Regions from separate parts of the Mus musculus genome. Here regions 1, 3, 4, 5, 6 and 7 are each linked to region 2. The links are chromatin contacts, called in public Hi-C, HiChIP or PLAC-seq and promoter capture Hi-C maps. All regions are on one chromosome and are shown on one strand. The core of a region is the stretch at or near the end of the contact, and the rest is flanking DNA. Distances in the headings are between cores, read along the strand shown.

Region 1 (2,769 bases), core at 146-2,645, 730 kb after region 2:
TTCTACCTCATGCCTACTGTTCCTTCTTTATCCTGAGCCCCTCAGCTCACCTCAGGCATGTGCTTTATCCCCTCAAGTTTTACCTCTGCTTACTTTCTTCTCCTTGTTCCATGCTTGTCTGACTCCTACTACCACAGATAATTTAAATATTATTTTCCCTTTTCAAAAACACATTGTATTATTCTTCAATTTCAAAGTAACCCCAGGGTCCTCATAGTAAGTTTCTTTAAGATTAGCAAACACTTATTTGTCTCGTTTATTACAGTATTAATGATATACGATGAAAAAACAAACAGTAGCATGGAATAATGTAGCTCACCTAATAGCAGAGAAAATGTAGGATGCTCATTCTCAAGCTTACTTGGAAAGTAATTAAGTAGTACACATCTACTTGCTTATTATTTCTCATTTGCCTCTTCATCAAAATAGTCTGTTATAAGAAAGAAGTAATTTCAACCATTTGAATTTTCTGTTTTATTTCTTACTGTATTTGGAGCCCACTATAATCATAGCAGATGTTTAATACAATTAAAAGCAATTTAATATATATATATATAGGCTATACTTGAATTTTTGTTAGCCCAAAGTAACTTATGGTATGGCTGATGAATAACAAAGTTTAATTTGTGAGGAGTGTTAAGAACAATCAATGACTTCCTTCAAAATAAAAATGAACAGTTTCTTTAATCATCTATTTACTATTATAAAAATAAAAATTCTAAAATATTTTTATTAAGTAATATCACATGTTATTTTGAAGAATAAAAGGAAATAATAAAAGATTTGTGTTTATTTGGAGGAAATAAGGAAATGAGCCTTTGCCTTTCCTATATCTATTGCTCTCCTTTTGTCTATGGACAAGTTTCTGTACACAAGCCTCTGTCTTTACCCATTCCCAATTTATTTAAGTCATCCACCTGAGTGTTAGGGCATCCATTTAGTTTTCCATTTCTAGTTGTCAGTGTGGGTATTGATAAACTGTAGTAACTACCCAGCTAGTATACATGCATGTCTTCAGTCCTGGGATGGTTGAATCTATGTCCTTGTCAAGTTTTCCAACGATTTGCAATCATTTTTTTCTCCGATTGTGAAATAAATAGATCTATTTTATAGACTTTTGCATAATGAATGGTAATCATATGTGCAAAACACCACATCATATAGTTGGCACAATTGTAGAATATTATGTCTTTTTTAAAAAAAGCAAAACCAAAAACAACAAAACACCCATGGAGGTGAGGTCTCACCTGGGTTAGATGCAGACTGATGGAGTCATGTGATCCTGTGGCTCTGTCTCCTGAGATGCTCCAACTGCAGCCTTACAGTGCCATGCCTGTCATGTTTTGATTACTTAATGTAATCTCCTCTGGGTGGAAATATGCTGCTTCCTCTGAGTGTTTGAATTTTTCCACACTGAAGCTGTGCTTAGTTTCTATCAAAATCTCATTAGAATCTGTGTGGCTTTATTCACCATATGGTGTCATTAAAATTATGCATCATATGATCCTCTTTTTAAAAGACAAACTTAGCCTTTTTTGGAAAAAAAAAGATTCCACGGGTGAAATGCTCATTTGATTAATAAATAGCAAGTTCTGTTATTCTAAAGGGTAAAAATAATGCGTCCTTGGCGAGCTTTCACACCTGTCATGTGTAAAGAAGCCCAGGGAAGCATCTGAAAGCTTCAGGGCAAACAGAAAATGGCTGACAATACCTGAAATAACCGTAGTTCCTAAAATGGTAAACTTTATTTGAGTAATATGTTTATAAATGTTCATAGAAAAATTAAGTCATAATTATATTCAGCTTGATCAGTAGCCAAGTAGCAATTCATGGAGTCAAGAGTGATTGGATTCAATTAAAAGGAAGAGAAATTGACCTAAGCTTGAAAAGTAAAACAATTTCACAGGAAGGTTTTAGTGCTTGTATTTTCCTTCATACTAATATATATATGTATATTTGGCTTGTATATAAATATAGAACCTACATTTCAAAATTATCTCATTTTTATACTACTGTCACAACAATATGAAAAGAGTCTGAATTTTATGAGAGCATAAATCCATTATAGAGTCACAGTTAGTAAAACTGTTCATAAACTTCAAATTTTCTGAGTAAGTAAAATATTTTAGGATATACTCTCTCTCTCTCTCTCTCTCTCTCTCTCTCTCTCTCTGTGTGTGTGTGTGTGTGTGTGTGTGTGTGTTTGTCTCTGTCTCTCTCTATTTCTCTTTCGCTCTCTGTTTGTCTCTCTCTGTTTGAGACATAGTCTCACTGTGTAGCTCTGGCTAGCCTCAATGTCTTTGTGCAGACCAGGCTGGCCTCAAACTCACGAAGGCCCACCTGGAAAGGAAAGGAAAGGAAAGGAAAGGAAAGGAAAGGAAAGGAAAGGAAAGGAAAGGAAAGGAAAGGAAAAGAAAGAGGGAGAGAGAGAGACAGACAGAGAGAGACAGACAGAGACAGACAGACAGAAACAGACAGAGAGAGAGAAGGAAGAGAAGAAAGAGAAGAAAAATGGGAAGAAGGAGGAGGAGGAGGAGGAGGAGGAGGAGGAGGAGGAGGAGGAGGAGGAGGAGGAGGAGGAGGAGGAGGAGGAGGAGAGGGAGGACAAAGAGCAATACCCAAAGTATTTTAAATCATCAAAGCTCACTCCATGTGACACACTTCTTCCATACCTCTTAATCCTTCCCAAAGAGTTCCACCAACTAAGGATCAAGTATTCAAATATATGAGTCTATGAGAGGCATTGTTAGCCAAACCACCACATATGTT
Region 2 (2,966 bases), core at 429-2,928:
GACAGTTTTCTATATCCTTCATGGTAATTTTTATTGTAGTGAAATCAAAATCATTGAGTCTCTAGGTCCTATCTTTTCGTAGAAAGGTGTGCTTTCAATTTTGCAATGAACTTGTACATTGAGGTAAGTTTCAAGAAACATAAAATGGACTCAAAGCAGGCAATGCTTTAGAAGTCAGCACCCGCATAAAGAACACGTGGAGTAATCTGCACCTGAAAAAAAAAAAAAAGACACTGGCAGAACTCCCAGCCTGGTACCTCATTCACCTAGAGCAGAAGAGTGGGGGAGGAGGAGAACGGGAGGGAGGAAGGGAGAGTGAAGAGATTGAGTGGAGAGAGGGGGGGGGGCTAGAGATGAGTGGAAATGGAGAGCAGAGAAGAGAGAGAGAGAGAGAGAGAGAGAGAGAGAGAGAGAGAGAGAGAGAGAGAGAGAGAGAGAGAGAGAGATGCTCCTATCCAGGAGAGAGATACCCTTTGTCTGACAAACCCTGCAAGGGAAGCCTCCCTTAGCCGCCCCACGGTTCCCACCTCCAAGATTCTGCGGAGCGGCTAGGTGGAGCCCGCGCCCGCGGAGCCCTCGCGGACTCCAGATCCGGGTTTTGCCGGCCGCCCCTTTCCCGGCCTTGGAGCCCCCCTCCCTGGTCCTGGGAGCTCTCTCGCCCCGTCACCCCGCCAGAGGCTCACTCGGGCCTCGGCTGCGTTGGCCGCTGCGCTCACGCTGCCTGTCTGCGGGCGCGACCGCCCCCTCCGCCCGCTCGGCCCGCAGCGCTCGCTCCAGTTCCCAGGAGCGGGGATGCAGATGGCACGGCCGGGCCAGGAGGGCGACGCCGCCACCGCTGCCGCCGCCGCCGCTGCTGGCATCTCGCGGACTGCGCGCTGCCTCCGCTCCCGCAGCTGCTACTGCTGCTGCTGCCGCCGCCACCGCCTGTGACTCGCCCCCCCCCCTCCCCTTTCTTTCTTCTCGCTCTCTCTTTTATTTATTTATTTATTTCGTTGGCCTCAGTCTTCTCCCTCCGGGTGTGCGCGCGCGGGCTGCACGGTGTGCTGGGGCAGGAGCTCGCCCCTGTGTGTGCGCGCGAGGGGAAGAGCGTGTGCGTGTCTGGAGGGCGCCCCGAGCCTCAGTGGCTCCGGTGGGGAGTCCAGAAGAGAAAAAAATAAAATTAAATAAAATTAAAAAAAAAAAAAAAAGAGGACCGAAGCCGGCGGCCGAGGAGGAGGTTGGCGGTGACGGCATCGGCTCAGACCCCGGGCCGGGCGATGAAGCTCCCGCATGCCCGAAGCTACCCGGCCTGGCCGGCGAGCTGATAGGCGACCACCGGAGCTCGGGGCTCGCCCCCCGCGGCAGGCACGCAACCCTCGGCGACCCGGCGCCCGCTCTGCCCGCGCGTCCACGCCGTGCACCCGGCAAGGAGTTTGCGCGGCTCGCGCCTGGGCTCTCGGAGCGGGTTGCGGGCGGCAGAGCGGACCCTCTGCTGCCGGAGCACCTCGGGGGCAGCAGGAGGAGGACGGCGAGGAGGACTGGGCGGAGAAGCCACTACTGGTCCTCGCCGCTGCCCCTACCTATCCCCTCCCTCTCGCTCGGAGGCGGAAAGGGGAGGACGAGGAAGAAGAAGAAAAAGAAAGAGAAGGGGGGTGGGGTGGGAGAACTGGATATAAAGATCGGCTGCGGGGGGGGGGATGGTGGAAGATTTTTGGTCTCCTCAGCAGCTGCTTTTCTTGCGGCGGCGGCGGCGGCGGCGGCTGCAGGAGGAGGGAAAGCAGCTCTGGTTATGACTGCCGCATGTTAATAGCTCCCGCTTGGGTCCACCGGCTGCAGCGAGAGACACAGCCTGACTCCGAAGTTGTGCAACTGTGCCCTGAGAGAGACATTTGAACCCTCCTTCTCTTTGCTCCGCTTTTGCCCCCCTGGGGCGTGTGAAGCGAGGAAACGTAAAGGAAGACTAGCATTGGCTTTCCCGGCTTCCCCTTTCTCCATGGCTGTGTAGAAGAAGAAAGGAAAAGAGACACTTTTTGTTGTTTCTTTGACTGGGGTCTCCACCCTCCTGTCGTCTCTGCGGTTTGATCAGTCGTTGCTTGGTGTGACTGGGGTGTCTACAGTGGGACAGGTCCATCTTTTTTCTGTTTTCTTTTTCTTTCTTCTTCTTTTTTTATTTCTTCTTTTTTTGTGTGTGTGTGTGCCCCGGGGCTCAATGGATGGATTGTGGAAAACTGCACCGGGTTGCAGGTTGTTGAGCAACTGATGGGACCATCTCAGGGACCGGCGGTTACGAAAGGTAATTTATTCTTTGCACTCTTCATAATTGTGGTCGCCCTGGTCGGGCGCAGGCGGCGGCATCCGATGGGCTGGCAACCGAGGGGGTGCGGGGTTCACGTACACTCACCCTTCCACTCACACATTCGCCTTCGCACACTCGCCCTCATGCGCACACTCATCTGATCGTGATGCGGGGCGGGAAGGGAGCCTCCTGGCTGGTGGGCGCTGGGGTTTGGCATGGGTTCGAGGTTTTATCAGCTACTGGGCGATTAGGTGCCAGAGGGAGATATAGAGGAGAAGAGAACCAGCGCACTGTCAGTCGCACACGCCGGGTGACAAGAACGAATCCCACCCCGCGCATTTTCCCTGCCCTGTCACCCCAATGCCGTCCTTTAGTAGGGGCAGAAAGCAGCCAAGGGGGCGCCTTTTCTCCGCTAGTCTGGAGCAACACTGGACGTGGGAACGGGTTGGAGGACGAACAGGGACCGGGTGAGGAGCGCAGTTCGGGGTGATGGCGAATGTGTGGTGGTGAGCCTGGTTGATCCTCCCTAGACGCCTGCCTTGGAACATCCAAGGTGGCTGAGATTGCCCAGGTCGCGCCCCTGAGAAGTGGAATCGGGTTGCCTCCAAAAATCTCTCTTGAGTATCTTCCAGCCGGGCAGTTTGATTTCGACCTGAGTGCCTAGGCTTTGTTGAGCGATTTAGCTAGAGAA
Region 3 (2,700 bases), core at 163-2,662, 810 kb after region 2:
TTATGCAGAACTTTCTGCCTTAAAAAGAATTTTAGATTCCTGATTCAATATTAGATTTCTTACAGATAATTCATGAATTGATATGGAGACCAGATTGTCAAGGTTAGAAGGTTTCATAGTAAAATTAGCTTTCCTATAATCATGAAGATGGTTCTCATAAAAACTGGTTCCAAAGAACTTTGTGAATATTCTTTAATGTGAGCATATTGCACAGATTTCTTTGAAACAGTGTAATATTATTCTAATTTAATATTTTGGATTCATTATATATCATATATGTTCCTATGTAAAAAACCTAGTTATTGTAAAGCTCACATAAAAACACATTGATTTTCTTTTCTATTAGAGGTTTTTAAGGCCATAAACAAATGTAGTCTTCTTTTGCCAAGTTTAGAATCAAATGAAAAATAGCTACCAAAAATATTCAAACAATATTGCAAACGTTTCATGAGTGGTTGATGTTAGACAAGGATAGGAATAGGTTATAAATAATCTGTCTATGTTAGAGGTACTCATTCCATGAGTACAAGACCTAAACAGAACACAATAGAGATCTTCTCCAGCTTCACCACTGGATAGAGGATAATTCAGGTAGGATCATGCCTACTTTGAAAGACAAAAGAAAGCAGTATCAAGAGACATACGTACGGCATTTTGTCTCTCAAAGCACCAGAAAAATTCTTTCCCCTCTTACCAAAGTAATTTGAGCTTCCTCTCATATTTACTCCTTAAATTAATTCAGTGAAATTTCATCTAATTTAAAAATTACTTTGAGACCCAAGTCATACTAAGGACAAGTAACTAATATTCTAATGTCTCAAGAAGGTTTAACTCTAAGGATAGATTTGTTTAACTGTAAAGTCATAAATGTCAGTTTATATTTAATATGAAATTATGTAAGGATCTACAAAACCCTCAACAATAAAATTTACTTCAATCTTAGAGTATGGAAATGCAACTTAAAATGTTTTTCCATTTTTATTAGTTCTTTGATACTTTTTAACGAAAAGTGGTTTGATGATATCCACACTCTTCTCAACTCTTTCCAGATCAACCCCCCAGTTCCTGCCCACCCAACTGTGTGTGTTATATTTTAAATGTGTATTTGGAGTGGTGTGAAATTTTCTTTAACCACTCACAACAAAATAGCAGTTCTTTCTCAAACTTCAAAATTCATATATTATTTTTTTTTTGCTCAACTTTCTAATCTCTTAATAATTTCAGGGTTGCAGGAAGCTCATGGGGCAGGTTCCAGGACAAACCATTGATTATAATGCAATTACATGGATAAAAATCTAGAGTATCAGATTTAGAATATGTTTATAGACTTTTTCCCCCCATTGGACCAAGTCAATCTATTTTGATTTCTGCAGTTTCAACCTCAATTAGGCTGATGACATCAGCGTAAGAAGCTAATCTCTTCCCATGACATGGTGTGTGTGGAATGCATAGGAGCTATGGAGTCAGGATGTATTTGACAGAGCTCTAAGCTCTTAAGGATTTGTGTGTTGGTAAAGAAACCAGAGCATTGTGCCTCCTTTTTGCCCCTCTTTTTGTTCTTCTCTCTACTTTTCTATTTATTTTCTTCTAACTTTTGAAGTTCTTTTGAGGCTCTTTTTGGTTTTTAATCATAAAAAGTGAGTCGTAGCTACTGGTTTGTAGCATCACAGCATAATACCATTGATTTGCAGCACGGTGCAAATTTTAGGACCATTGAATCTGTACTATGGGAATAAAATCATGAGCAATGCATGGGACTCTTTACGTCTTATCTGTAATTTTCAAGATTGTTATTTGCTTTTTAAAAATTCAATAATGTTTACCACTTACTTTAAATAAAAAGTGCATGAAACAGATTTTGGGACATGAGTTTTTCAATGTGATTACCCATTTAAAAATACACATGTTGGGTATTAGTGACATTCTTAAAGATGATTAAACTATTCTCTCTGGGCAGTTTAACAAAATTCTTATTGCATACACACTCGGCCATCTGGTTCACCTAAAGAGAGCCTGAGAGTGACGTCACCACTGTTCCTTGTCTGAAAATGCTGTGTGGTGTATGCAAGTGTTATTAGAAACACATGCTGGCTTAAAATGCCTGCAATTTCATTCATTGTGAGCCAGATTCTATTAGTAACAAACATTTCTCAGGAAGTTGGCTGTTACTTTTCACTTTATTATATTAGTGCAAAAAGTTCAGCTTCTTAAAATTTGTATATCATGTATCTATTGCATCAATCACAGTACTTCATTTACTCTTAAAGAAAAAGTTCCCTTATATAATAATACTAATATAATAATATATACTAATATACTAATATAATAATGGAGCAAATGCAAAGTCATGTGGATGAAAGGGAAGATGAGTCTTGAATGGAGATTGCAGCTCAGCAGAGCTAGATCTCTAATGCTTCATAAAAATACTTAAAACGGAGAAATTAAAATAAAAGTTAAAGGATTATTTTTAGTATTCATCAAGGTGAAAAGGCAAGGAGATATAGGTTATAGATTTTATACATGACAATTTAGGTTTTGCTTAAAAATATTAGCTTAGAGTTGCCTCCTCCAGCTTTTCACACAAGAACGTCCTTCAGTCTCCATGGAGTAAATGTCTTGACTCCCATCTAGTGTGTACCCATGCCCATTGTGTAAAATCATGGAGTCCTTGCCTGTCATTCTGCACCCTTTATATCATCT
Region 4 (2,700 bases), core at 63-2,562, 650 kb after region 2:
TTATACTAGTTTAATTTTTACTTATGTCTGTTTTTGTTTGTTTGTTTGTTTGTTTTTTGTTTTTGTGTGTGTGTATGCGCGTGCATGTGGGGGGGGGGGCAATGAAAACACTTTATTGGAATTAGGGCTGTGAAAGTTCCTCCAACTTTTCTGCCAGCAATCCTTCTGAAATGCAGAAGTGTATGCTCGTTTGAAAAAAATAATTCATCTATTTCCTTTGAGAACAGCCTGACTGTGCTTTGTTTGTTCACTCAACTTAGAGCGACCTTAGAGCCTTGGCACCCATGAGCTGTTCCAGGACAGGATTCCAAAGGGAAGGCAGGAATACACTCTGTTAGAGCTCACATCCTATTTCAACAGCTGGAGTTTGAAATGAATAGTGCTATCAGCCAATCAGGGTAGCCCAGTGATGACAGACATACTACCTGGGAGAATAAGAAACAGTCATGACATGGTAAGGATTGTTGTAGAACAAAGAAGATCTTCTAGGCTGGTGGAAATGAAGCTTGGTCCTGACATGCTGAAATAAGCCATGTGCCCAGGTTGAGAAGACATTCCAAGGTACTGAGAGAAAAGCTAGCCAAGTGAGGATTGCTGGAGAGTTAAGGAAATACAAAGACCAACATAGTTATAGCCAACAGGTTGAAGGATTGTACAATAATAGGCAGGCAATGGAAAGTGTTTAGATTTGAACACCATTTAAAAGTGTTTGCCAAGATCATGATACTGTACTTTTACAATGTGAATTTGGCTGTAAATTCTATTTTCCACAAATATCCATACAATGTCATCAAATTGCCTTACAAACATCGGAATTCTTCCATTACTCCATTTGCTCCACTGTTCATTTTTTCTTACTCTTTAATTTGTTGTTTGAGAATTTTCTACAGTGTATGTAATCATACTCTTTCCTCCTTCAGCTCTGCCCCAGACCCACACACACCCTTTCTTACACACCCAGCTTTGTATCCTCTCTGCCCATCAAGTTCCCTTTGTGCTGTTTACATAGTCCTGTCTGTGTGACCTTCCACTTGAGCCCAGTCAACCTACCAGAAGGCACAGCCTTCAGGAAAACTGACTCTTCCTCTCTCTCTGTAGCTTTCAAATTCTAGCAGCTCCTACACTCCTTCTTCCCAAGGCTCAGATATCATTTATGAAAAGGGAGCTGGAGGATGATAAGAATTAACTGCAGACAGAGACCGCCTGACAGAGAGGATTGTTGCACATATGAACTTATGACCCCTAGTATACACAAGACACATGTAAGGTCAAACTAGATCAAATCCAAACATGGAGAGAGGAGGTGGACACGACGTCCCACTACTAAGTGAGTCATGTTTTAAAATGCATATCTGATCTTAAGCCTACTTAAAGACTGTCTACTGATCTCATTTGCCATTTACAAAAGCATATTCTACCTTTGCATTATTTTGTCCTTGTGTCTGACTTCTCTTGCCAACTGCCCATACTTTTAAATGGCTCCCCCTTGTACCTTTGTATCATGTCTTTCCAAAGCACCCAGCTATTGGAGTTCAGATCTCTGAAGTTTTATTGTCACAGTACCCTTTTCTTGGATTAATTCTATTTTTTTCTCACTTTTGTCCTTTTCTTATCTGAGTAACTTTGTGTTATCTGCCAACACCCACTGAATACACAGTTGCTATAAGCCACATTCTTTAGGCTATTCATCATGAATGCCCTCTTACATGAGTTTATGTAACACTCAGTTGTCCCTCCCCCCGTCTCCCCCCCACCATGGCAGCAATTACCAAGCTGCTTTTTAAGATCACTTCCCTCTTCTGACAAAAAGCCTCTTGGAAAGAAACAGTGCTACTTTTCCTTCTGTATCTTTAGGTATTTCAATTCCACTGAGCTTCTCTTAGATCTCTAAATACTTGCTGCTTAATCAATGCTACAGGCCCATATGACCAATTGCCTCCTAGAATAGCCATGGCAGCAGAAATCTTGCCTCTCTGGGCACATACCACCACTGGTATCTTTCTCTCATTCTCTCTTAAATCTACTTCTCCTGGCCTTTGGCCTTAGCCCTTCACTGAATGTGCCCTTTTCAAGGATGTTATTAATTCAACAATACTTTCTCAAGACTATTAAGCATATACTGGTGCTAAACCAATGCTCAGTGATCAATCTGTATCTGTGTGTTTTTATAATAAAGTTGTGGGTATTTAAGAGTTTTTAAAGTTGTTGTTGCTTTTTAAGATTATAGAATGATCACATCATTCTCTCCTCTTTCTTTCTACGCACCCCTGCCTCACTCTCTTTCATATTCATGATCTCTTTAATTGTTAGACTATGTGTGTGTGCACGTGTCTGTATCTGTGTGCGTGTTTATGTATGGCTGTATACACATGATATGTATTTTAATCTTATCTGATCAATCAGAAAAGAATTCTTGATTTTTTTCCTCCTAATGTACTCCCATAAGGGTACTCACTTGATTTTTCTTCCACCAGTTAACACTTATTTCTGTGCTTCCTCAACAGTTCCTCCATTTTTCCCAAACTATTAAGGTTGGGGCACTTCCTAGCCTAATGCTTAATGGTCTTTTCTTTGAGTGGTTCCTATGGTGACCTCGTTATTTTAGATCAGTATGATCTTGATGCCTATGATCAGAAATGTTACTCCTTGAACAGACCATTCTTTTGAACTCAAGAATTACTGTTCCTTTAAGTGTTTCAG
Region 5 (2,813 bases), core at 49-2,548, 620 kb after region 2:
GCATATAATAAATTAGAAAAGTAGGAGAAACACATTCATTGCCCATTTGTATTGGAACACGATTTTAGGCAGCAAGAGAGTTCCCTTATGTAATAGGTCTGAGCCCACAAAAGAATTAGGAATGCCCTCAATAAAGGGGGAGCTCACCGTAAGGCCTGCATCCTCTACTCTCAACTAGAGAAAACCAGCTGCTCGGTCAACGGTCACCTGCTGGCTCTCCATATTCTGTTTGGCTGAGAAGAGGAACTCTACAGTTGTTCCTCTCTTCTTATTTTGAATTCGTAAGCCTGACAAACTTTCCACTCATTCCATGCCTCAGTTTTACTGCTTGAAAGTGAAGATTATGAATGGTAGCTTCTCACAGGCTTTACTTAATGAGGCGGAGCAGTGTCTGAGTTGTATTCATAAGATTGCTTAGATCCTGTGAAGTAGATACGTGGGAGACTCCCATTATGTCTGTGTCATAGGAAAGCCTTTAAAAACAATATGTGAGTAGTTCTTGGATCAAATTAATATCAAAATCCAGTAGATGTTTACTCAGGTATAAATATGTGTCAATGTTCACTGTAAAGCAGCAGCACTGTCCCAGCAGACAGGGAGTGTTTTGATAGATCTTGATTCCAATGCAGGTCCTGTCACTCAGCAACTATACAAAGTTGTCAGAAAACCTATGTGAGTTTTCATAAACATGCAGGATTTAAACTTAGTAGAACAGATTGACGTCTGTCAACTGCCTAATGAAGATGACTATACCCACCTGATGTATATTTGGAACATAATTAAAGCATGGGTAAAATAATCATAAAGATAAGTATGGGTGCCCCCAAATAATAGAAGAATTAATATAGTATAAAACATTTAGTGGTTTTTGGTTTTCTGGGATCTAACATGTAGCAGATAATTTTAAAGAAGAGTCCCTTAAAATCTTATATTTTCACTTATTATCATATATAATAAGGCCATTATGATTTCCTGTTTATTAAAACACTTAATTTTCTCTATTTACAATAAGGATAATATCCTAAGAGAGAACCAGGAGATATAAGTGGATCAAATTACAGAAATAAATATCCCTCTACATGGCTGATATTCTATGGTTTTCCACTCTCAAGAGGCCACGCAGCCAAGTCCTACAAATGAATTCTGATAGGAACTGGATAATTTTTTGATGCGTAATAGCAGTGTTTCACTTTTAAGGCTGTTTCTAATCAAATATGCTGCCACCTACTGCTATCCATGGGGATCAGGGAGAACGTCTTTCTACCCTGAGCATTGCACAAGTAGCCAAAAACCATGCTCAGCATTGGGATGGTTTTAGCTTTCTCGTTTCTTCTATTGGGCCCTTGGGAGGCTTGCTTTAGTAATGGACCTTGGATCCAAATGAACACTTGGCAAGTGCAGAGCACAAAGTGCTTTTGCAGTCACCCGGAGCATTGTCTATTGAAATGAGGGTAGTACAAAAGAAACATTTGTAACAGGAAAACTCCAAAGAAAATAATGCTTTGAAGAGAGGGAAGAAGAAAATGGACAGCTGGGGGAAAAAAAAAGGCTGTAGGTTTTCCCTGAGTAGAGAACAACATGTCTGTAAAGTGAAATTTACATTTAGATCACATGACTTTCTGTTCTGTCTTGAGTATTACATCCTCTAAAAAGCTGTTTATTGCGAATATGATTATTGTATAATCAAGGATAGTAATGCCTTACTAGAATCATTTTATTCCCTCATTATTGTATTAAAAGCTGACATAAGACTGATCATTGTAGAAGCGTAAAGCAGTTCATGATGACAGACTTTCTTTTCTGGTCATGGGATGGTTTCTGGTGCTAGGGATCAAACTTAGGACCTTGCATGTGCTGGAAAAGCATTGGACTGCTGATCAGAACCGAGGGCTCCCATTTGCTTCACACAGACTCTCACTATGCAGTCCTCACTGGCCTATAGTTTGTGATTATCTGGCCACTGCCTCCCAGTACTAGATCTCAGATATGCACATAGCCCAAGGTCCGTTTTCATAGCAAAGTATTATAAACCTGAGACACGCAACAAGAGGAGTTCCTGAATATAGGATAGTGATTTGCTTACTGTTTGATGTCACGTTTCCTCATTTTAAAATTAATAATTTATAATATCAATCACGCTATAATTTTGATCATAACTAAGTGGAATTACAAATATACAAGTATATTATAAAACATTAATCACTATAAAAATTGCCATTGTCACACTTTTCCATATACTCCACAAAACTTGCATTGACGTTCTAAGTTGTAATTGTTTAAGACAGACTGGAGGAAAAAAGTAAAGAAAATAAATCAAATGTTTGACTTTTTTTTTAAACTATAAAGCATTAGTATAGACAGTACTTAGGAGAATTGAAAGGTTTTTTTGATGATGATGATGATGGGAAGAGGTAGGGAAAAAGGCTATAAAGACACACTCAATGTTGACAGAGTAATAAAGATAACTAAGCAAAATACTTAAAGAGAATAAAGTACTAAATGTAAGTAGTCACTCAAATTTATTTTTCCACACACACAGCACACAGGTGCTTAGCACAGCATTTGATTAAACTTGCTGTCTTCAGCTGATGTGGCATAGCAGCACCCACTGAGACAGTCACAACATCCTTGCCTCATGGAAGATCAAGACTCTCTCAGCATGTGATGCTAGCTGGAACCCCAACAAGCAAGAGCTTTTCTGGGGATTCAGATATTTCTTTTGTCAGTATCTATCACTGAGACAAGTTTTTTTGTTGTTTTGTTTTGTTTTGTTTTTGTTTTTGTTTTTGTTTTTTTTACAAGCTCAAGGGACA
Region 6 (2,784 bases), core at 159-2,658, 950 kb after region 2:
CCAAAGTAGCAAGAGGTATGATTGAGATGGAGGTAAAGGGATAAAGCTAAATTGTTTTATCCGAGATAGACAGAAAGCCTAATTCACTGATTACTACTGTGCTAACATATCTACCTAATCTACACTATCCAAAGGATGCTCTTAGCTGTATCTTTCTTTCCCTTTATCTTGTTGCAACATAGATCATGTATTTCTTTATTCAACACTTTTATCAATCCCCAGAAAACAGACCTTACCTCCTACCCTATCACTGAAGTCACCTTAGCAATGATCAGTTATGACTGTCTCCTGATACTACTTGGATTTACTTTACCTCACCCCGTGTTGGGTGTCTGTCTCCTGCCAATCAAAGGTAACCCTGGTGTGGGCAGGCTTCGTGCTCTTGCTCTCAGTTCCTGTGCACTGCTAACATCTAAGGCATATTCAAATGATAAAATTAGCTCCATAACTCTAGGCTTCTTTTTTCTTCATAGAGAATTATAATTCAGGTAAGAAGTAGGATAAGTAGGAAATGACTGAGTAGCTACACACACACACACACACACACACACACACAGAGAGAGAGAGAGAGAGAGAGAGAGAGAGAGAGAGAGAGAGAGAGAGAGAGAGAGAGAGATACACACTTTATAATATATAATATAGCAATGCACTAGATGAGAGAATGGAGATCTAGAAAAGGATTGTGGGAAGACTTCATGAAGAAAATATGACCATCACCAGGGCTTTTCATAAGCAGGCAAAGAGAAGAAAGGGCTTTTGTGTGGAAGGAGGTGCCACAGGCAGAACCCAGGGCTAATCATTAGCTTTAAATATATTAAAGTTTAATGTTTCATTTCCTACCACTTATTTCTAGTTTATTAAATGTAAGAGTGTCACGTTAAATCATGCTCTTAAGTATATTTTTTCTACCTTTATTTGTTGTGTGTGGGCCACAACATGTGTTTCTGTGTGTATATGAAGGTCAGAAGACAGCTTGGTTTTCTCCTTACACGATATAAGCTCTGGTGGTTGAACATAAGTTATAGGCCTGGCTATTAGCGGCTTACCGTCTGAGCCGTCTCACCTGGCCCTGCTCCTACATTTTTATAGGTAAGCACAAACCCAGACTTTATCACGGCACAGCCTCCTCGGCAACTGGACGTGAAGGCATCACTCGCCTTTGTGCTGAAGTGTGGCACTCGATAAGCCCGTGATCAGTGAAGTGCTGTCTGTCTGACAGGTCAGATGAAGCAGCTACAACGTGAGCAGCGGTTTAGTCTGAGCGGGCTGTGACATTCACAGCGGGGATTTTTCAGCCAAGTCTGGATTTCATTTGAGAAACCTTAAGCACATTTTCATGAGGGTGTCCACATGGCTCGGCCTAAGTGCTTCTCACTTGTGCTGCCGGCCAGCATCGATGCATCGACACTCTCTCACTTTTTGATTTAGAAGTCAACTGTCATTTCATCACTGTCTGAATCTGATAAATAACCCTACTGGAGTCAGGTTCCTTCCATTGGGTATTTGCAGGAAGAAAGAAAAGCAGATGGACATTAAATTTTAATGTTGGGCAAAGTAGCAGCAGGCTCCTCTCGCTGGCTGATTTGACAATGTCCTGTATGTTTGCGAGTCTGCGTGTGGTGCTCGGGTGCTGAAGTCTTTTTTCGCTCAGTCCTTTCTTCTTTTCAGTTACCATCATATGGATGGGGGCATGTTCCGCTCTGCACTGGACAATGTTGGAATAGAACAGAGCATTGTGAAAGAGCTTATGCAAACGATCGTTGACTGGTAGACAAATCCCCTAGGAGGAAATCAAAAACAACGGATGCAAAATGAATAGAGATTCGAGCATTACTAACATAAGAAAACCAAGACATGCTAAGGGCAAGAAAGCTTTGGTGTATAAAGCAATACGAATGCTCTGGGTCCTTTGAGATGGTAAGGGAGTACTGATATGGTTTGAGAGTCTGTAATAGGGAGTACACCTGACAGAGGCTGGGGACATCACTTACGTTCAGAACACACATTCTTAACGTCAAGCTAAGAATGCCACTCTTTATAAATATCAGTGACCTCCAAAGAATAAGATTTTTAAATAATAGAGGTGCAATTAAATTATACAAGTAAGATAATATACTCACAAATAGAATCATAATTTTATTCAAATTTATTCTCAATATGTGTGTGTGTGTGTAATTTTAAAATATTTTGGTGTCTATATTTGGAATATATGTCTATAGATATAGCTATAATTTAGTATTAAAATTTACTTTGTCTTATGCAGGTTTGGTAAATGAGTTTTAAAAAGAAAAGAATGATAGTATTTGTAAGATTTCAAAATTATTGTTGACATTTTCTTAGAGTTGTGTTTAGTAAAGTAGCTTGGTTAATGATTCTTTCTGCTTGCATTCAATGTACATGATAATGCTAAGTCAAATAAGTAGCCAGACATTTGGTTTTATAAGATCAGAATTTAGAACAACAGCACTTTTATATCTAGTTTGGAGTGAATAAGTACTTAACAATATGGAACAACTGCTTTATTGTAAACTATAAGAGATTCAGTCATAGACAATCCATATATGTTTTATTGAATGTCGGATAATTCTTAAACTTTTTTATCTGATATCAAAGAGAAGAATTTTTTTTTTCTAGGAAAGAGAGAAATAAAAACATTTTTCAAATTCTGAAAAAAGTTGTCTGTAAATTATAGAACTCTGTTTAACTCTCTGTTTATTCATTTAGTAAATCCTTTATTCATTCATAATTTCATTGTGCTTGTTAAGAGAGCATTTGGTTAAATTA
Region 7 (2,863 bases), core at 234-2,733, 760 kb after region 2:
ATTATTGAACCCCTTGAAGGATCAGAATAAAATTCAGTTGAAATCTTTTTTGTTGAAGGGGATTCTAAAAATATTTGAAAACCACTGTTTTAAATATTTGCATGTGAGTCTACCAGTGTCTTGTGTGACCTTGAATCAAAAAAGTGTATGTTCAAACAAGATAGAATTACAAAGAACAGAGTGGAGGATGAGTTAAGGAAAAGAATTATCATGGTAAAGCTGATTAGGGTAGACAGATATTTATCTTCCCCGTAAATAAGACATTGAACATGAGGCTTTATTGTTCTGTATTTCTAAGGAAAGGTTGTATTCTCTTATCTTCTTGAATCATTAAGACTTCAAATCACATCTTTTTATTTTTTTAAGCCTTCTAAATTTGGTGTATCAATGAGAAATACAAGCACACTAAAAATGCAGTGGGAGGCATAGTACACCATACCAATCAAGTTATTTTTAGAGCTTATCAGTATACTTTTGTTAGCTGGCTGTCAAGAAGAAATGCTGTTTGAAATATTTCTCCCAAGGATAAAATAGAAGTTCAAGTGTGATCCAGGCTTTCATGCTGTCTCAGATCTGTCTCCTGCTTCACAGTTTGAAAGCACAGTGCTCAGAACTAACCCAGGTTACATAGTCATCCTGATGTCCTGATATCAGAACATGCACTCTCGTGCCAGAAGGAAAGAGACAGTATGTTCTATGGGGAAACTCCTAGTTGAAACAATAAGGCTTGCTCTTTTACTGTTTGTGGTGCATTCATTCAAAAGATTTTGTTATCAGTCTTAAACTTCAGGTGTTCATAAAGGAAAAACTAAGTAAAGGACCCACCCTTTGAAATGACTGTCTTTTCCAAGGTTTACAACTTGATTGTCTCAAACCCATAAGGCAGCTTCTCTGGGTTGTTCAACATAGAACATGAATATCCTATTTGATGTGCATCTTTCTTGCATCAGAAATAAAAGGCTAAGGGATTGGCTCTTTCTGAATAACTGCATATGTTGAAATTCAGTCTTAATTCCTTTTCATATTTTACTAGACATCTAAATCTCACTTCTGTAGCAAGTATATAGGTATGAAAGGTAATAACCATTCCAAATCCATTCATACTAGGAAATAGACATGTTTACATAGCTACTTCATTTTTAGCCTAATTTAGCTTGTATTTCTCCCTTTGAATTCTGACAGATACTTTGGTTTGGTTGTTTGGGGACCTTGTTGTTACTACCAAACATTTGAGAAACATTTTAGCAGTACAAATAGTTCTATAATTGTTTATTTCTGCCTGAACAATTTCAGTAGTAGATGTAGCCAGTGTTGTCTTTGAAGCAAAGAATAAAACACCTTCAGCATTTGGCCCAGAGACCCCTTTTAAAATTCAGATTGGTAGTAGAGGAATGATTAGGAGGTTAAGGGTTCTTCTGACCCTTCAGATGATGTGGGTTTGGTTCGTGGCACCCACATGGTGACTCCCAACTATCCAGAGAGTCTGATAGGCCATCTGCTGTCTTCTGCGGGAACCAAGTATGCAAAAATGATATGCATACTTACATGCAAACATTCTTACCCATAAAATAAAAGTGAATCACTCCTCAAAAACTATTCATATTTGATTTCATGACTCATAGACAGCACCAATCTCAGGCGAGTTTTTCATTTATTAAGCAGAGGGTAGTTTTATTTCTTTTATTGGGCTCCACACACTTGGGACAGAGCATTTACAACAACCTCTGCACTAAGTTTCCCTGCAGCTTAAACACTTTTCCGCATAGTTAGGTATCTCTGGTCCCCACAAATTTATTTGTGCCTCAAACTAACTAACCAGTAAGCTTAACTTTTCAGCTAAAAAACAGTGACAGATGGTCTGTAAACACTGAACTTCTTGGACGTCTTCAGCAATTTCACAGCTGCGAGAAGGGAAGTTTACAAATCAGAAGTCAGTTCCAGGAAAGAGGAAGAGACAAGGTAGACAGATTCCTGGAGAACAGTTTCAGAATGCACAGTGACCTCCATCAATTGGGGAAACAGCCAGAAGCAAACAGAACTGACTGTGTCAGACTTGTGCAGTGGAGGACAGCCAGGGAGAAAAGATACAAGTACCTTTGAACACAAAGGAAGGAAGACAACAGACAGATCCTGTGCAGGTTTTCAGCTGAAAGATTCAAGCACTGGTGACAAGCTGAATTTAATTTTCATGTTTGTTTCTCTCTGCATAGTTGGTGGCACCATTCAAAAGTATAATTGCCTACCCCCATGTGAGTGCAATCAGTAGGAACAGGGAACTCATACTTCCTAAGGATTGTTCCCTTTAAGAGATGCTGACTGATAGCTAGGACATGGTAAGGTTGATGCTCTTAAAAAAAAAAAAAAAAAAAAAAAAGCTGTACAGTGTAAACACAGCTTTGACAAGGTGATTTCTAACGTCAGATGAATCCCCAAAAGAGCAATGATTTGATTAAGAACATGTTTTCCTGTCTCTTCTTTAGCAACACGTTCCGGGAGTAATCTCTGTCTTTATGCTGTTTGCAAAATAGCAGGTCATCTTGTACTATTACCTACTCTTGTCCTTACCGCCGAAGCCCTCGCTTGAAGTAATACTCAACATGTATGTAACTAACATTACATGGTCTCAAATGGTACATGAGATATTTAAATGGCTGAGGACAGTAAGAAAGAAAACTGGATTTTAGATAGTCATTCTTTTCATTTTTATCAGCAAAAGTCTCCTCATTCCCAAAGTAATGATTAATATACATTTCTATCCAGACTACCAAAGTATTTTCAAATGTCTTCATGATTATAGCATGAAAAGTAGATGAACCTCCTATGATGGCTGTCTGTGATTCCTTGTGACTTATGCTATGGTCAG

What was found. Promoter capture Hi-C pulls out the DNA fragments that hold promoters and counts their contacts. A called contact is a pair of places that touch in the nucleus more often than the background predicts. HiChIP or PLAC-seq counts read pairs in DNA pulled down with a chosen protein or histone mark.
Region 1: a promoter capture Hi-C map of hippocampal neurons shows a contact between it and region 2, with 5 times the contacts expected there. The contact joins the enhancer-like site here to the promoter of Adgrl3 in region 2. A contact is called at or near these places in 3 of 39 promoter capture datasets (the SN4741 cell line, hippocampal neurons and liver) and 7 of 115 datasets of contacts at active chromatin or transcription factors (astrocytes, embryonic forebrain, embryonic limb bud and 4 more).
Region 3: a contact with region 2 is called in an H3K4me3 HiChIP or PLAC-seq map of embryonic limb bud, with 5 times the contacts expected there. The contact joins the enhancer-like site here to the promoter of Adgrl3 in region 2. A contact is called at or near these places in 9 of 39 promoter capture datasets (the 3T3-L1 cell line, 3T3-L1-derived adipocytes, the SN4741 cell line and 5 more) and 3 of 115 datasets of contacts at active chromatin or transcription factors (embryonic hindbrain, embryonic limb bud and stem cell-derived neural progenitor cells).
Region 4: a FOXA1 HiChIP or PLAC-seq map of pancreatic cancer cells shows a contact between it and region 2. The contact joins the enhancer-like site here to the promoter of Adgrl3 in region 2. A contact is called at or near these places in 3 of 39 promoter capture datasets (the 3T3-L1 cell line and hippocampal neurons), 2 of 484 Hi-C or Micro-C datasets (both in uterus) and 8 of 115 datasets of contacts at active chromatin or transcription factors (VIP interneurons, astrocytes, craniofacial prominence and 5 more).
Region 5: an H3K4me3 HiChIP or PLAC-seq map of neural progenitor cells shows a contact between it and region 2, with 17 read pairs. The contact joins the enhancer-like site here to the promoter of Adgrl3 in region 2. A contact is called at or near these places in 3 of 39 promoter capture datasets (the 3T3-L1 cell line, embryonic stem cells and hippocampal neurons), 1 of 484 Hi-C or Micro-C datasets (stem cell-derived neural stem cells) and 14 of 115 datasets of contacts at active chromatin or transcription factors (VIP interneurons, astrocytes, craniofacial prominence and 9 more).
Region 6: an H3K4me3 HiChIP or PLAC-seq map of embryonic limb bud shows a contact between it and region 2, with 5 times the contacts expected there. The contact joins the enhancer-like site here to the promoter of Adgrl3 in region 2. A contact is called at or near these places in 6 of 39 promoter capture datasets (the 3T3-L1 cell line, frontonasal cranial neural crest, hippocampal neurons and 2 more) and 4 of 115 datasets of contacts at active chromatin or transcription factors (astrocytes, embryonic forebrain, embryonic limb bud and 1 more).
Region 7: a contact with region 2 is called in a Hi-C map of the C2C12 cell line, with 2.3 times the contacts expected there. The contact joins the enhancer-like site here to the promoter of Adgrl3 in region 2. A contact is called at or near these places in 3 of 39 promoter capture datasets (embryonic stem cells, hippocampal neurons and liver), 2 of 484 Hi-C or Micro-C datasets (the C2C12 cell line and cerebral cortex) and 7 of 115 datasets of contacts at active chromatin or transcription factors (SST interneurons, embryonic forebrain, embryonic limb bud and 4 more).

The regions. Positions count from the first base shown.
Region 1 is chr5:81,744,871-81,747,639 of GRCm38.p6, forward strand. All of the region lies in intron 22 of Adgrl3 (adhesion G protein-coupled receptor L3), which reads left to right. Among named protein-coding and RNA genes, the nearest start is that of 1700031L13Rik, 380 kb to the right of the region's middle. Within about 2 kb of position 1,396, at least 2 of the 459 cell types and tissues checked have an H3K27ac peak or open chromatin away from gene starts, as enhancers often do. A contact at or near this core is called in hippocampal neurons, where this site is marked.
Region 2 is chr5:81,019,074-81,022,039 of GRCm38.p6, forward strand. It overlaps Adgrl3 (adhesion G protein-coupled receptor L3), which reads left to right and starts at 1,679. Exons shown (of 27, transcript NM_001359828.1): 1 at 1,679-2,272.
Region 3 is chr5:81,830,854-81,833,553 of GRCm38.p6, forward strand. No RefSeq gene overlaps it. Among named protein-coding and RNA genes, the nearest start is that of 1700031L13Rik, 290 kb to the right of the region's middle. Within about 2 kb of position 1,413, at least 5 of the 459 cell types and tissues checked have an H3K27ac peak or open chromatin away from gene starts, as enhancers often do. A contact at or near this core is called in embryonic limb bud, where this site is marked.
Region 4 is chr5:81,673,494-81,676,193 of GRCm38.p6, forward strand. All of the region lies in intron 14 of Adgrl3 (adhesion G protein-coupled receptor L3), which reads left to right. Among named protein-coding and RNA genes, the nearest start is that of 1700031L13Rik, 450 kb to the right of the region's middle. Within about 2 kb of position 1,313, at least 8 of the 459 cell types and tissues checked have an H3K27ac peak or open chromatin away from gene starts, as enhancers often do. A contact at or near this core is called in pancreatic cancer cells, where this site is marked.
Region 5 is chr5:81,638,978-81,641,790 of GRCm38.p6, forward strand. All of the region lies in intron 10 of Adgrl3 (adhesion G protein-coupled receptor L3), which reads left to right. Among named protein-coding and RNA genes, the nearest start is that of 1700031L13Rik, 480 kb to the right of the region's middle. Within about 2 kb of position 1,299, at least 21 of the 459 cell types and tissues checked have an H3K27ac peak or open chromatin away from gene starts, as enhancers often do. A contact at or near this core is called in neural progenitor cells, where this site is marked.
Region 6 is chr5:81,968,878-81,971,661 of GRCm38.p6, forward strand. No RefSeq gene overlaps it. Among named protein-coding and RNA genes, the nearest start is that of 1700031L13Rik, 150 kb to the right of the region's middle. Within about 2 kb of position 1,409, at least 8 of the 459 cell types and tissues checked have an H3K27ac peak or open chromatin away from gene starts, as enhancers often do. A contact at or near this core is called in embryonic limb bud, where this site is marked.
Region 7 is chr5:81,780,383-81,783,245 of GRCm38.p6, forward strand. All of the region lies in intron 26 of Adgrl3 (adhesion G protein-coupled receptor L3), which reads left to right. Among named protein-coding and RNA genes, the nearest start is that of 1700031L13Rik, 340 kb to the right of the region's middle. Within about 2 kb of position 1,484, at least 11 of the 459 cell types and tissues checked have an H3K27ac peak or open chromatin away from gene starts, as enhancers often do. A contact at or near this core is called in the C2C12 cell line, where this site is marked.